Linked DNA regions of Ovis aries: region 2 is linked to region 1. A link is a contact called in public Hi-C data. All regions are on one chromosome and are shown on one strand. Each heading gives the region's core, a stretch centred on a gene start, on an enhancer-like site or on the middle of the called end of the contact. The rest is flanking DNA. Distances are from core to core; before and after follow the strand shown. Region 1 overlaps TBC1D1 (TBC1 domain family member 1). Region 2 overlaps LOC132659941 (a long non-coding RNA gene).

The links. A called contact is a pair of places that touch in the nucleus more often than the background predicts.
Region 2: a contact with region 1 is called in a Hi-C map of omental adipose tissue, with 5 times the contacts expected there. The contact joins two enhancer-like sites. A contact is called at or near these places in 9 of 16 Hi-C or Micro-C datasets (blood, hypothalamus, liver and 5 more).

What each region holds. Positions count from the first base shown.
Region 1 is chr6:58,060,974-58,067,134 of ARS-UI_Ramb_v3.0, forward strand. The region is part of intron 12 of TBC1D1 (TBC1 domain family member 1); the gene reads left to right. Among named protein-coding and RNA genes, the nearest start is that of TBC1D1, 150 kb to the left of the region's middle. Within about 2 kb of position 3,593, at least 9 of the 54 cell types and tissues checked have an H3K27ac peak or open chromatin away from gene starts, as enhancers often do.
Region 2 is chr6:58,705,046-58,711,206 of ARS-UI_Ramb_v3.0, forward strand. It overlaps LOC132659941 (a long non-coding RNA gene), which reads right to left. Exons shown (of 5, transcript XR_009601014.1): 5 at 3,172-3,509. It also overlaps a transcript of TLR10 not described here. Among named protein-coding and RNA genes, the nearest start is that of TLR10, 32 kb to the right of the region's middle. Within about 2 kb of position 3,261, at least 7 of the 54 cell types and tissues checked have an H3K27ac peak or open chromatin away from gene starts, as enhancers often do.

The sequences.
Region 1 (6,161 bases), core at 2,343-4,842:
GTGGCCAGTGCGTTGTGGCAAGCTGTGTAAAGTTAACGAGGCTTGCCCTCGGTGTCTCTCTGTGATGGAACAGTACTACGCGCCGCAGGCTCTGCCTTCTGCTCCTTCGCCCCCGTCCTCACTGATCGTCAGGGCCCAGACTATGCAGCTGCTGTTGACTTTCCCACTGTCTGCTGCAGGAAGGTGTCCCAGGGAACCTGATGCTGCCCTGGGTGACGGGCATGGCACAGTGTCCTGGCCTCTCTGAGAGAGGCTTCTGCTTGGAACCCTCATGCTCGCCATGTGGGCTCCTTCCTGAGGCCTGTGCTTGGGCTGTTCCGTCTGCCTGGACTGCTTCCTCCCCGCCCCACCCCCCCACCCCCAAATCCCCACGAGTAACCCCCCACCTGCTTCAGATTATTGCTGAACATCATCTTTTCACTGAGGCTGCAGCAGCCACTCTACTTCAAGTTGCACCCCCATCCCTTCAGATATTCCTCGTCTCCTTACTGTGATTTTTTCCATAGCCTTTCTCACTTTGAAACATACTCTGGTTATTTGCTTAAGCATTATCTTTATCATCAGGTTCCTCCAGCCCCCAGGCTCCATGACTTCTAAGGGAAGACAAGTAGCCTGCTCAGATTCTTACAAACATAATACTTGGTCCTTAGTGATTTCTCAACTCCTTCCTTCTTCCTGCTTATTTCCTTTTTGCTCTTAACAGAATTAAGAAATGCTGTCTTGCCTGGAGAATCCCAGGGACGGGGGAGCCTGGTGGGCTGCCGTCTCTGGGTTAGCACAGAGTCGGACACGACTGAAGCGACTTAGCAGCAGCAGCAGCCTTTTAAATTATATGGTAGGAACTCTTCGTATAAAATAGAGAAGAGAAAATAAAAACACAACTCTTGAGTTGCTGTAATAATTAACACATCACACCCTTATTTTTGGCCAGTGCTCTACATGAGTTGTTTCCTTTAATTCCCAGTCAACCTTATGAAGGTCGGTGTTCTTATTACACCAGTTTCACAGATGAGGGAGCAGAGGCTTGGAGTGGGTGAAGTCACTTACCCAAAGCACAGAACTGGTGGGCAGGACTGGAGCCATGGGCCCGTGCCCCACAGCTCCCATGAAACCACACCCCAGCCAGGAAGTTGGGTGTGGCGCCGTGGGCCTGCTTCTCTCTGCGTGGGGTGTTTGTTTTCAGCCTGCCCCTGTGTCCCATTGCTGGCCAGGCAGCAACACGTTTCAGAGCATTTTGACATAGAGACTTGCCTTCAGTTAATCATCTTCCTTCCCCACGTGTTAGCCCTGGGACTAGGGTGCGCTGGGAGGGAGGTTGATCTCTTTATATCTGTCTGAATTTTCTTCTGACAGATCAAGCATCTTTATCCTCTGCCATTGTCTGCTTCCCAACCTTAAGGTGCAGAGAGCAGCGTTTCCACTGTGGCCTGGGACCACTTGGGCTCACATACCTTCTGTGTGTTTACCTCCAGCTATGAGACCTCCAGATCCACAGGCAGTTGAGGGCCCCAGAGATCACTGCATCAACCAGACCGTGCCAGGCAGAGTGCGTGCTATCAGGGGTGCCCCTGGGTGTCTGTCTGCTCCACCTTGCGGGGGGCACCTGCGACAGCCCAGGTGTCTGCAGCCCATGGCATGAGAGACACAAAAGTCTGCTTATAAGGTGTGCTTAGCACATGCCTTTTACAATATTTTTGGTGCTTAGAGCGACTGTGACTTCTTTGCATTTATATTCTGGTACTGCAAACTTCAGTTAAACAGGCAAGTTTAACCTTTCTTCAAGGTGAAAAAAAAAAATTGAAACAGGGATATTTGTACTGTCCCATCTATTTTGTCCCACTTAGAAAATACTAATAAAGCAAACTCTTAATTTAAAAACCATGGTATTTGCAGAGCAGTAAGGATAAGTGAAGGATAAATAGAATTTTCTATAATTTGGGGGTTCTGATTTAAAAATTAAAAAAATTTTTTTGGCCACACCCCATGGCAAGTTGGGACAGGTATGGGTTCTGACCAGAGATTGAACCGTCTGCTTTGGAAGCATGGAGTCTCAACCAGTGGACCACCAGGAAAGTCCCCCTGATTTCTATAGATGGGCTAAAACCTGGAGAGAAAGCTATTGGTGACTAGGGAGTGTGACTCCAACTAAATATATTGTAAAGAGAGAGGAAAGGACAAGTCCAGGCAGTGTGGACAGAGGCGGGTAGATTAGACTGAGCAAATACTGCCTGAGAGTCAGCTTGTCGCATACTCAGGGGTGTGTGACTTTGTGCAAAATCCCTATGAAATAATTAAGTTGCAAGAATCTGAACTTTATGTTTGGAGACCTATCTGAAGTTGGTGGACAGTTATTTTCCATTTAGAAATTTACTTAGAAATATTTAGTAGATCCAGTATGCTGCTGTTGCTGCTAAGTCGCTTCAGTCGTGTCCGACTCTGTGCGACCCCATAGACGGCAGCCCACCAGGCTCCCCTGTCCCTGGGATTCTCCAGGCAAGGACACTGGAGTGGGTTGCCATTTCCTTCTCCAGTGCATAAAAGTGAAAAGTGAAAGTGAAGTCGCTCAGTCGTGTCCAACTCTTAGCGACCCCATGGACTGCAGCCTACCAGGCTCCTTCATCCATGGGATTTTCCAGGCAAGAGTACTGAAGTGGTGTGCCATTTCCTTCTCCAAGATCCAGCATAAATATTCCTAAATCCCAGGCTGGTTTTTTTTTTTTTTTTTTTTTTACCTCAACATAGACCAGTTGGTCTCTTGTAGGGATTCCCACTTGAAGTTATTTTAGCAGAGTCCAGCAGGGTGATTTCCATTCTGACCCCCAGAGGCAGTGGAGAGGATGGGGGCTCTCTGCTTTTCGGCTGGTAGGTCATGTCAGCAGCATCACTGCATCGCAGGGAAACTGTAGTAGAAGTAGGACCGTCTCCAGTTTGTGCTTGAAGACTTGGTGAGGCAGACTTCTTTGTGATAAAACAAACATAGGTAAATCATAAAGTGGAATACTAAAAGCTGTGTAGTGTTTCACATTTAAAGCAGAGTCCTCACTGATGCTCTGAATTTATGGCCACTCATGGCTGGTGCCCCAGGACCCCTAGGGAAAAAACGTTCTCTCTTTGTGTTACCCGTTCTTTGGGTGAAAGGTTTGTGAGAGACTGGGTATGTGGAAGGTCCATACTTGGTAAACTGTAAACTTGATGATTGAGGGTGGTGGTATGGGGTTCAGTGAAATCTGTTACAGGGCAGAGCCCTGAAGGTTGGATGTGTTTAAGGCTGCTTTTAGGGCAGACATAGCAGTTCCGTGTTGCTGATGTCTGTATAACGGCCCTTTGTCACTTCCAAAGCCTTCCCACTACTGGTCCCCACCACAGGCCTGCTCTGAAGGTTCAGGGGGCAGGGATACTGTCGTCCCCAGGTGGGAGTGAACATGCCTGTGGGTTATGTGGCTGTCTCTGGATCGTGACCTAGAACAGCACTTCACACACTGCCATTGTGCTCAGAGGCCTCTGGTGATCTCAGCAAAGGCCGATTCTGGTGCCTGGATCTGGGTGGGTCCAGAAGGCAGTTTCTGACAGGCTCCCTGGTGATACTGACGATACTGGTCCACTGTGAGTGGCAGGCACTTAGAACAAGCGCCTGTGGTCCATCCAGCCCAGACCGTCTAGCCCTTGGTCAGGACTCCCGTGTGTGTCTGCTCCTGTAGATGGCCCAAGGCGTCACCCACATGTGTCGGACCTCAGATAGATCTAGGTCATAAGTGACCTAGATTTTTTGAGAGGATTTGTGCTGCCTGGAGACGCAAAGAGTTGATCTGGTGGGAAAATGGAGTGATACAAAACATGTGGTAATAGGGATAAAGAAGAATCTGACAGCGTGCCAAGTGACGCTAAACATATGGCATCTGCCTCGTCCCTGCTGCTGCACTTGCAGGCCAGCTTTGTCTCCTGGGCGGCAGCCGGGCACAGAGACTGCGCAGGAGTTTGCTTTCTTAGCTGTGGGCTCTGACCTAATTGTCAGGTTTACAAAAAATGCTGAAAATCAACTTTTGACTAGATGTTCGGTAGTAGAAATACTCCATGGTTTTTCCTCCTAGTACTTCATACCAAAAAAGCCACAATTCTTTGTTGTTAAGAAATGATTTTTTAGGTAACTCCCAACTATGGAATGGGGGGAAATTCCTTTACTTACCTCTGTGTGCCAAGGAACAATTTTAGTCTTGGTTCAATGCCTTTCATTTAGCATTTCAGGTTATACTGTGCATTTACCAATTTTGTCAACAATAGAAGCAGTCAAATTTTTACATGTCTTATTTAAAAAAAAGGAAAAGGAAAACTCATCTAATATGGATCAGACTTATTGATTTGAAACCCATTGTATAAGTAAATAATCCAGTGAAGCTGAAGTTCAAAGGATTTTTGTGTTGTGAATATAGCTGTGTCAATATGCCTAATTTATGACACAGTTAAATCAGTTGGAGTAGATATTAGGTGTAACCAGTAACGGCAAAACCAAGGAGTATAATCAGAATCTTCGTTATGACTATTTTATGATGTGAAAAATGTAGAAACTGTTGTATTACTATGATTTATTTTATATTGTTCATGGCAAATTTTCAAGAATTTATATGCCACTGGGAAATTTTAACAGATGGTAAATAAGTAGAGTGACTGCAAGTAGGACTTAACTGGAACCCGTAAGCGCCAGGGTGACCCTTGTTTTGATCCCCGGTTCTCGGCACTCACTGTGCGTCAGTCACATGGGGAGACTTGGCGTGTGGACCACACCTGCCGCTCTGCGCTCCTCATATCAAGGGCTGGCGATGGGCCTTGGTCTTGAGTCTTCCTGTGTTTGTAAACCCACCCAAAACATCCTAACTGTGGGGAACCGCTGTTTTAGTTAAATGTAAGAGGATGGCTGCAAGGAGATCCAACCAGTCCATTCTAAAGGAGATCAGCCCTGGGATTTCTTTGGAGGGAATGATGCTAAAGCTGAAACTCCAGTACTTTGGCCACCTCATGCCAAGAGTTGACTCATTGGAAAAGACTCTGATGCTGGGAGGGATTGAGGGCAGGAGGAGAAGGGGACGACAGAGGATGAGACGGCTGGATGGCATCACTGACTCGATGGACGTGAGTCTGAGTGAACTCTGGGAGTTGGTGATGGACAGGGAGGCCTGGTGTGCTGCAATCATGGGGTCGCAAAGACGTGACTGAGCGACTGAACTGAACTGAAGAGGACGACTTGAGACACTGTCGCCGCTTGGTGGCAGTGTTGCTCCCTGTGTCTTGCTGGCCCTTCTTTCTTTTTCCAATCCCAGGAAAGCGTGCTTTCTTTTTTCCCCCGTGTTTTTGTTTTTGGTCTTGTTTTTGTTATAGTACGTACCTTCCTCGCTGATTTGCAGCTTATTTGAATGAGGAGAGTACCTTCTGAAATCGAGATGTTTTTCTTTCATTTTCCACAAGGTTTTAGGGAGTGGGCAAAACAAGGAAGAGAAAAATAGTCCCTGATTGCCAGAGACACAAGACTTTCTAAGATTGTTCTTAACCTACTTTCCATATAATTTTGCTTTTCCGTGGTCAATACAGACTAGGTTCAAGATAAAATACTGCACACTGGGAATGGACTGTTCATGAATTTCAATAGTTTGAAGCTACTAGATTTTTCTCCTTTAATTGTGCTTTTTGGTACATCATTATAGGTGGGGAAGCCACAGTGAATGGCCAGACTTGACCTCAGTCTGCTGTTTTTGAGGCCTCATATCAGTTGTAAATTAGCCTGATTGAGCCTTTCCTGGTCAACCATTGGCATTTAAACAGTCAGTCCTAACGCTTTATGCAGAGGTTGGCTCTAAGGGTTGATGGAGATGCAGAGACAAAATTTCAGTCTCTGCTGTTGGTAAGAAGGGGACAGCGGGCCAAGGGCTTGGGTACCCAAGGTCCTGGAGTCGGGAGACCGAGGTGTGAATCCTGCTTACAGCACCCTGGAAACTCCTCCTCAGGGCTCATCTAACTCTCAGAGCCTGTGTGCCTTCAGGATTAGAGTCCAGAGTCAAAGATCTTGATTTGTCATCCTAGAACTTTAATCTGTGGATACTGGGGAGCCACTGATATTTGTAAAACAAGGAAATGGTAGGTAGTATGAAACTGTTCTCAGGGGGATATAATCT
Region 2 (6,161 bases), core at 2,011-4,510, 640 kb after region 1:
ATGCCAAGATTTTATTTTTTTGAGTGTTGAGTTTTAAGCCAACTTTTTCACTCTCCTCTTTCACCTTCATTGAGAGGTTCTTTAGTTCCGCTTCACTTTCTGCCATAAGGGTGGTGTCATCTGAAAATTAGTATTGTAATAGTTAATTACACAATATATGGGGGCTTCCCTGGTGGTTCAAACAGTAAAGAGTATGCCTGCAATGTAGGAGACTAGGGTTCCATCCCTGGGTCAGGAAGATTCCTTGGAGAAGGGAACGGCTACGTACTCCAGTATTCTTGCCTGGAGAATTCCATGGACAAAGGAGCCTGGAAGAGTCAACTGTTTGGAAAAGGCTCTGATGCTGAGAAGGATTGAAGGCAAGAGGAAAAGGAGGCAGAAGAGGATGAGATGGTTGGATAGCATCACCTACTCAATGGACATGAGTTTAGCAAACTCTGGGAGATAGGACAGGGGAGTCTGGTGTGCTGCAGTCCATGGGATTGCGAAGAGTCAGACAAGACTTAGGAAATAACAACAACAATATATGTTGATTATTGCTCATAAATGCTATCACCACTCTTTTCACCATTATTATTAATAAAGTCTAAAAGAAAGCTTCCACCCTCTCTCTCTCAGTCCTCAGGGTCATTCTCATGGTCATCAATAATCCTAACGATTTTGGGGAGGTGTTGCTCTGCCACTCAACATGAGGAATCCTAGTTCCCCAACCAGGGATCAAACTCCTGCTCCCTGCAGTGAAAGCACAGATCCTCAACAACTGGACTACCAGAGAATTCCCAAGTTCTAACAATTTAGGAGTTGTTAACAGGGAGATAGCATAGACAGAGAGTATGGCAGAGATAAGGATATGATAAAGATAAACCACATCTCCGATCCCACCCTTCAGTAAACATTCAACTACTGTCAGCTTCTAGTCATTCAAACCTTGGCATGCGTCACGGGACACATCATTCTAGACACCAGAAGAAGGGAAGATGTCATTAACACTCTACCAAACAAGAAAGCTTTCTCAGAGGAAAAGGTGGGATAACTTTTTGTCAGCCAGACACATTCAACATTTGCTGGGTCTGCTGGCTTTCTCTATGATGGCAAAAAAGCTGTAGCCTCCCTTTTATTTCTGCTTTTGGGGAAATTTAATAAAGTTTTAGTGTCTGAGGTAGCAACAGGTAACCACAACGAAACAAATAGTTTTCTTAGAAATTTGGAGATTATACACATGTATATTCACATACATACATGTATTGTGTATGTATGTGAACAGGTGTACCTATATATTACATTTTAAGGCATTTGCATATATACACATTTACTGTGAAGATTTTTAAGAGTGTATGCACTACATATGTTTCATGCAGAATGTCTTAAAACTGTTGATGCCCCAGGGACTTCCCTGGTGGTCCAGTGATTAAGAATCTGCCTTGCAGTGCAGGGGACATGGGTTTGATCCCTGGTCCCAGAAGATTCCACATGCTGTAAGGAATCTGTGTGCTACAACTACAGAACCTAAGTTCTAAAGCCCGAGAGTCGAAACTAGAGAGTAGCCCCCACTTGCCGCAACTAGAAAAAGCCTGCACAGCAACAAAGACTTGGCACAGTCAAAAAATAAATACAATTATATACAATTTAAAAAAAATACGCATGGTGTATTTTTTTTTTTAATATGGTTATGCCCCTTTGAATGCAATGTCAGTGGTCATGGGGAGGGAGAGAGGAGTGAAAGAATTTTTGATAGTTATAGGTCTACACAAAGCACTGTATTCTTAAGGAATTTAAAAGTTGGGCAGGGTTTAGAAAGTGGTGGTGGCAGTGACGATGGTGTACCTAAAGGGCAGGACTTCCATGTGCCACTTCCAGGAGCTTGATTTTAGGGATAGCTGGTAGTTATGGTAGAAAGAGCTTAACCACCCCTTCGCCTGGAAAAATTTGTCCTTGGCATCAGACTTGTGACACACCCTTCCTGACCTCAGCACCTGGTCTGAGGACCTTCTCTGAGCCACTGCAGCACCCATTACTTATCACTCTCGTGGGAGGGAGGCCATGCCTTTTTTCTCCCCCTGTGTCTCCTGCTCAGAGTTGGCGTGCAATGAATGTCTGTTCCGTGGATGAATGGATAAACATTCGGCGGAACACGCCCGAGTGCACAAGCAAATGCATAAGAGAAGCAGAGAGACCTGCGAGTCTGGAACTGAGGATGATTCAGGTTCAAAGAGGCAGAGTCAGAACCTGGGATTTAACATCTGCTGTGGTTTGTCTCCCAGCAGAAAGAAGGATCAGCAGCAGCCGCCTTTTAGTCTAGCCCAAGGACATAACGTAGTGTTCTGAGTCAGCAAGTCTTTCTTCTGAGACTGGGGAATCTCCTAGCTGACAAGATAATCTCCAATGAAGCCAGAGGCAGATGGGAAGTCATTTTGGACAGAGTCACCCTGCAGCAGTTTCAATAAAACGCAATACTATCAACACCTAGAATCCACAATCAGTACTTTCACACCCTCTCTATGGTTCAGACTTCTAACACCTTGTGAAGCAGTGTATGGGCAGCCACTCAAGATGGCGGTGCTCTTGCTCTCTGTGTGTCCCCAGCTGGACCAGCCCTGCTTCACCTCCACTCACACCCTACTCACATGGCTATCCAATCCTCCTCATTACAGGGCTCAGTCAGTGACTGCCCACGTGCTTGTCCCCTGCCCCAGCTGCTGGTTTCCCTGGTAACTGATGAGCCAACCTGACATCAATTCCCCCTATAATGATAAACTCCCATTCCTCCCAGTAATGAAGCATGTTGGCACGTCCTGCCTGCCGTCTGCTGTACAGAGTCGAGTGTCACTCCAGGACTTTTGCTTTGGACACGTAGGAGTCCCTATCCGATAAATCATTGATGTCGCCAGTTTCCTTGGTCTTCCTGCTAGGCAATTACAAGGCTTGCAGAATGCAGCTCAATGAGTGGGTATGATTACAGATCAGAAACCTGTACCTCAAAGAGGGTGGGTGACCTCCCTAAAGTCACACAGCTGGAAAGTAGCAGAGTCAGGATTCAGTTCTGTTGGTTCCAGGATCCCCTGCAGCTATTTGGGACAACAGGGGCAATGAACCACTGGTGATGAAAGGGAAGGAAATCTACCTGCTGGTTAGGGAAACACTCACTGCTATAAAAGACTCTGAAATTCGTCATTGCTCCAGCAATCAAAGTTTATTTCTTCCTCGTGTACAATCTAAAGTTGTACGAAAGTCTGCTGAGCAGCTGGCTTTCCTCCAAGCAGGGATTCGGGAACCTACACTCCTTCCATCCTGTGGTTCCACCAGCCTCAATGTGTGACTTCAAGCTGCCATGTACATCTGCATCAGGTCGGTAGTGGGGGAGAGAGCGTGGAGGTCTTGGGTCAGACTTGGAAGTGGCACACATCACGCCCAAGCACATTTCTTCAGCTAGAATTCAGTTACTTCACTGCCAATACTTAGCAACCAAGAAACTGCAAGGGAGCCTGGAAAATGTAGAACAGCTCTGTGCCCTGGAAGAAAGGGAAATGAAACTGGTCAAGTTGGGCAGTCCCTGCCACCACCCATATCCTACAAGGAACATGAGATTCCAGGACAGAGAAAAAGCCCCTATGTGACCTCTGGTGGGGACATGAGTCACTAGACAAGTTTGCAGGAAATCAAACCTTCAGCTGCACTTCAAGCTGCAAGCATGCCCAAAGCCCTTCTGTAATAAGCCTTGATTGTTTTATCCTCTTGTGTGAGAGAATACTCCCCTCTACCTTCAACTTCGCCAGTCTGAGCACTCCTAGACCCATGGCTAGAGGTGGGCACATGTCCTAAATAGACCCAAGCATATTTCCTCATCCCCTAAGAATCAGGGGTCAGTTTAGGGACGGTCATGTGATCCAAGGAGAGCCTATTGGCTTCCTTCCCTAACCAGTTAAGAAGGCTCTCCTGTCCCTGGTTACAAGATTATAAGAAGGGAAGTGTGGGGCGGTCTGGTGTTATGCCTGAAGCCTCGTGGAGACAGCTGAAACCATGAGGGAGCACGCGGAGAATGAAACTGGGCAGCTTCAGTTTTTGGATCCTGAAGACTAGTCCTTCCCCACCATTTTTGTATAACCCAATTACTTTCTCTCTTTGCTTCACTTAATTCAAGTCATCTGTCAGTTGCAACTCACAGAGTGACAACGTCATACATCCAATGTGCCAGAAGACATTCTAGAAGGTAGATAGGATCAACAGCAAGTTTTTTTGTGTCTAGTGCTAGCCATATTCATGTTCTCTTGTACGCACAAGCACACACACACACACACACACACACTCACGCGCACACACACTATGGGCTTGTGTCCCCCATAAAATATATGCTGAAGACCTAACCCTTAGCGCTTCACAATGTGAATTTATTTATTTATTTATTTATTTTTTATATTTTAAAATTATTTATTGAAGTATAGTTGATTTATAATGTGTTAATTTCTGCTATACAGCCAGGTGACTCACTTTTACACATCTCAGTGGGTAAAGACTCTACCGACAAACAGACTCAGACCTAGAGAACATATTTGCCAAAGGGGAACAGAGGTGGGGGATGGATGAACTGAGAGTCTGGGGTTAGCAGATGTAAGATATTATAAATAGAATGGATAAACAACAAAGCCTTACTGTATATCATGAGAAACTATTATATCCAATATCCTGGAATAAACCATAATGGAAAAAATATAAAAAAAGAATGCATATATGAATTTATTTTTAAATAGGGTCTTTAATGGTCTTCCCTTGTGGCTCACCTGGTAAAGAATCTGCCTGCAGTGCAAGAGACCTGGGTTCAATCCCTGGGTTGGGAAGATCCCCTGGAGAAGGGAAAGGCTACACACTCCAGTATTCTGGCCTGGAGAATTCCGTGGACTCTATAGTCCATAGGGTTGCAGAGTCGGACACGACTGAGCAACTTTCACTTTCACTTTTCAGGGCCTTTAACAGAGGAAATCAAGTTAAAATGAGATCATTAGATTAAGCCCTAATCTAATATGACGGGCATCTGTATAAAAAGGGGAAACTTGAACATACACAGCACAAGATAATGTGAGAGACAGAGACACAGGGAACACACCTCGTGATGAAGAAGGCAGAAACTGGGTGATGCTTCTGCAAGCCGAGGAATGCCCAAGACTGAGGGCAAACCACCGGAACTGGGAGGCATGGAACAGTCTCCCTCACAGCCCACAGAAGGGACCCTGCAGACACCTTGATCAGACATCTAGACCTCCAGAACTGTGAAACGAGCAGCATCTGTTTTTGAAGTCAGCCAGTGCATTGCTCTCTGCTGTGGGATTTATAGGAAACTAATGAACATAGTTTTTTGGGCAGGTAACCTGGTGACTCTGCCAGAGTTATATTTTCCAGGAGGAAAAGCATTAAGCGTTATTCTCCATCTCTGTAATCTCTCTGGAAAGGCCTTAAGGAGTTCCATTTCTCCTTCTGTATTATATATTTATATAGGAGAGAGGGAAAGAGAATAAGGAAAGTTAAAGCAATGTAAGATACAGATTCTTTGTTATTAATATTTCATACACGTGTGCATGCACGTGTGTGTGTGTTGGACCTAGAGGAGGAGGTTATCATAATGATAACAGCAATTGCCATTTATTGTCTACTTTATGTTGGATACAGTTCTTGGTCATTTTAAACATATTATCTCATTTACTTCTAGAAGGGAGTGAAATGTCTCCTGATGTGAGGTCAATTCAGACCTGACTTTGAATCCCAGTTTTGCTGCTTATCAGGTATTAGGCCTTGGTCATGTAATTTAACCTCCATGAACCTTTTTTCTCAATGGAATAATAATTTCTACTTTGTGGAATTTCTGTAATATTATGCAATAATATATACGTATAAATTGATTATCCTGTTAACAAGTGGTAAATATTACTATTCATCTTCAGAATCACCCTATATGACAGGCATTTATAATTCCAGTTTTATAGATGAAGAAACTAAGTCCCACGTGCAAATAAGTGACAAAAACTAAATTAGACCAAGATCTGTCTGGTGGCTTCAAAGCCAACATCTTTCTACTATACCCGCCTTGAAAAGAAAATGATCCAAAAAGCAATAATTTGTCAATCCGGCACAGTTACACTGTGAGTGAATTTGAATTACATGTATCTGAAACT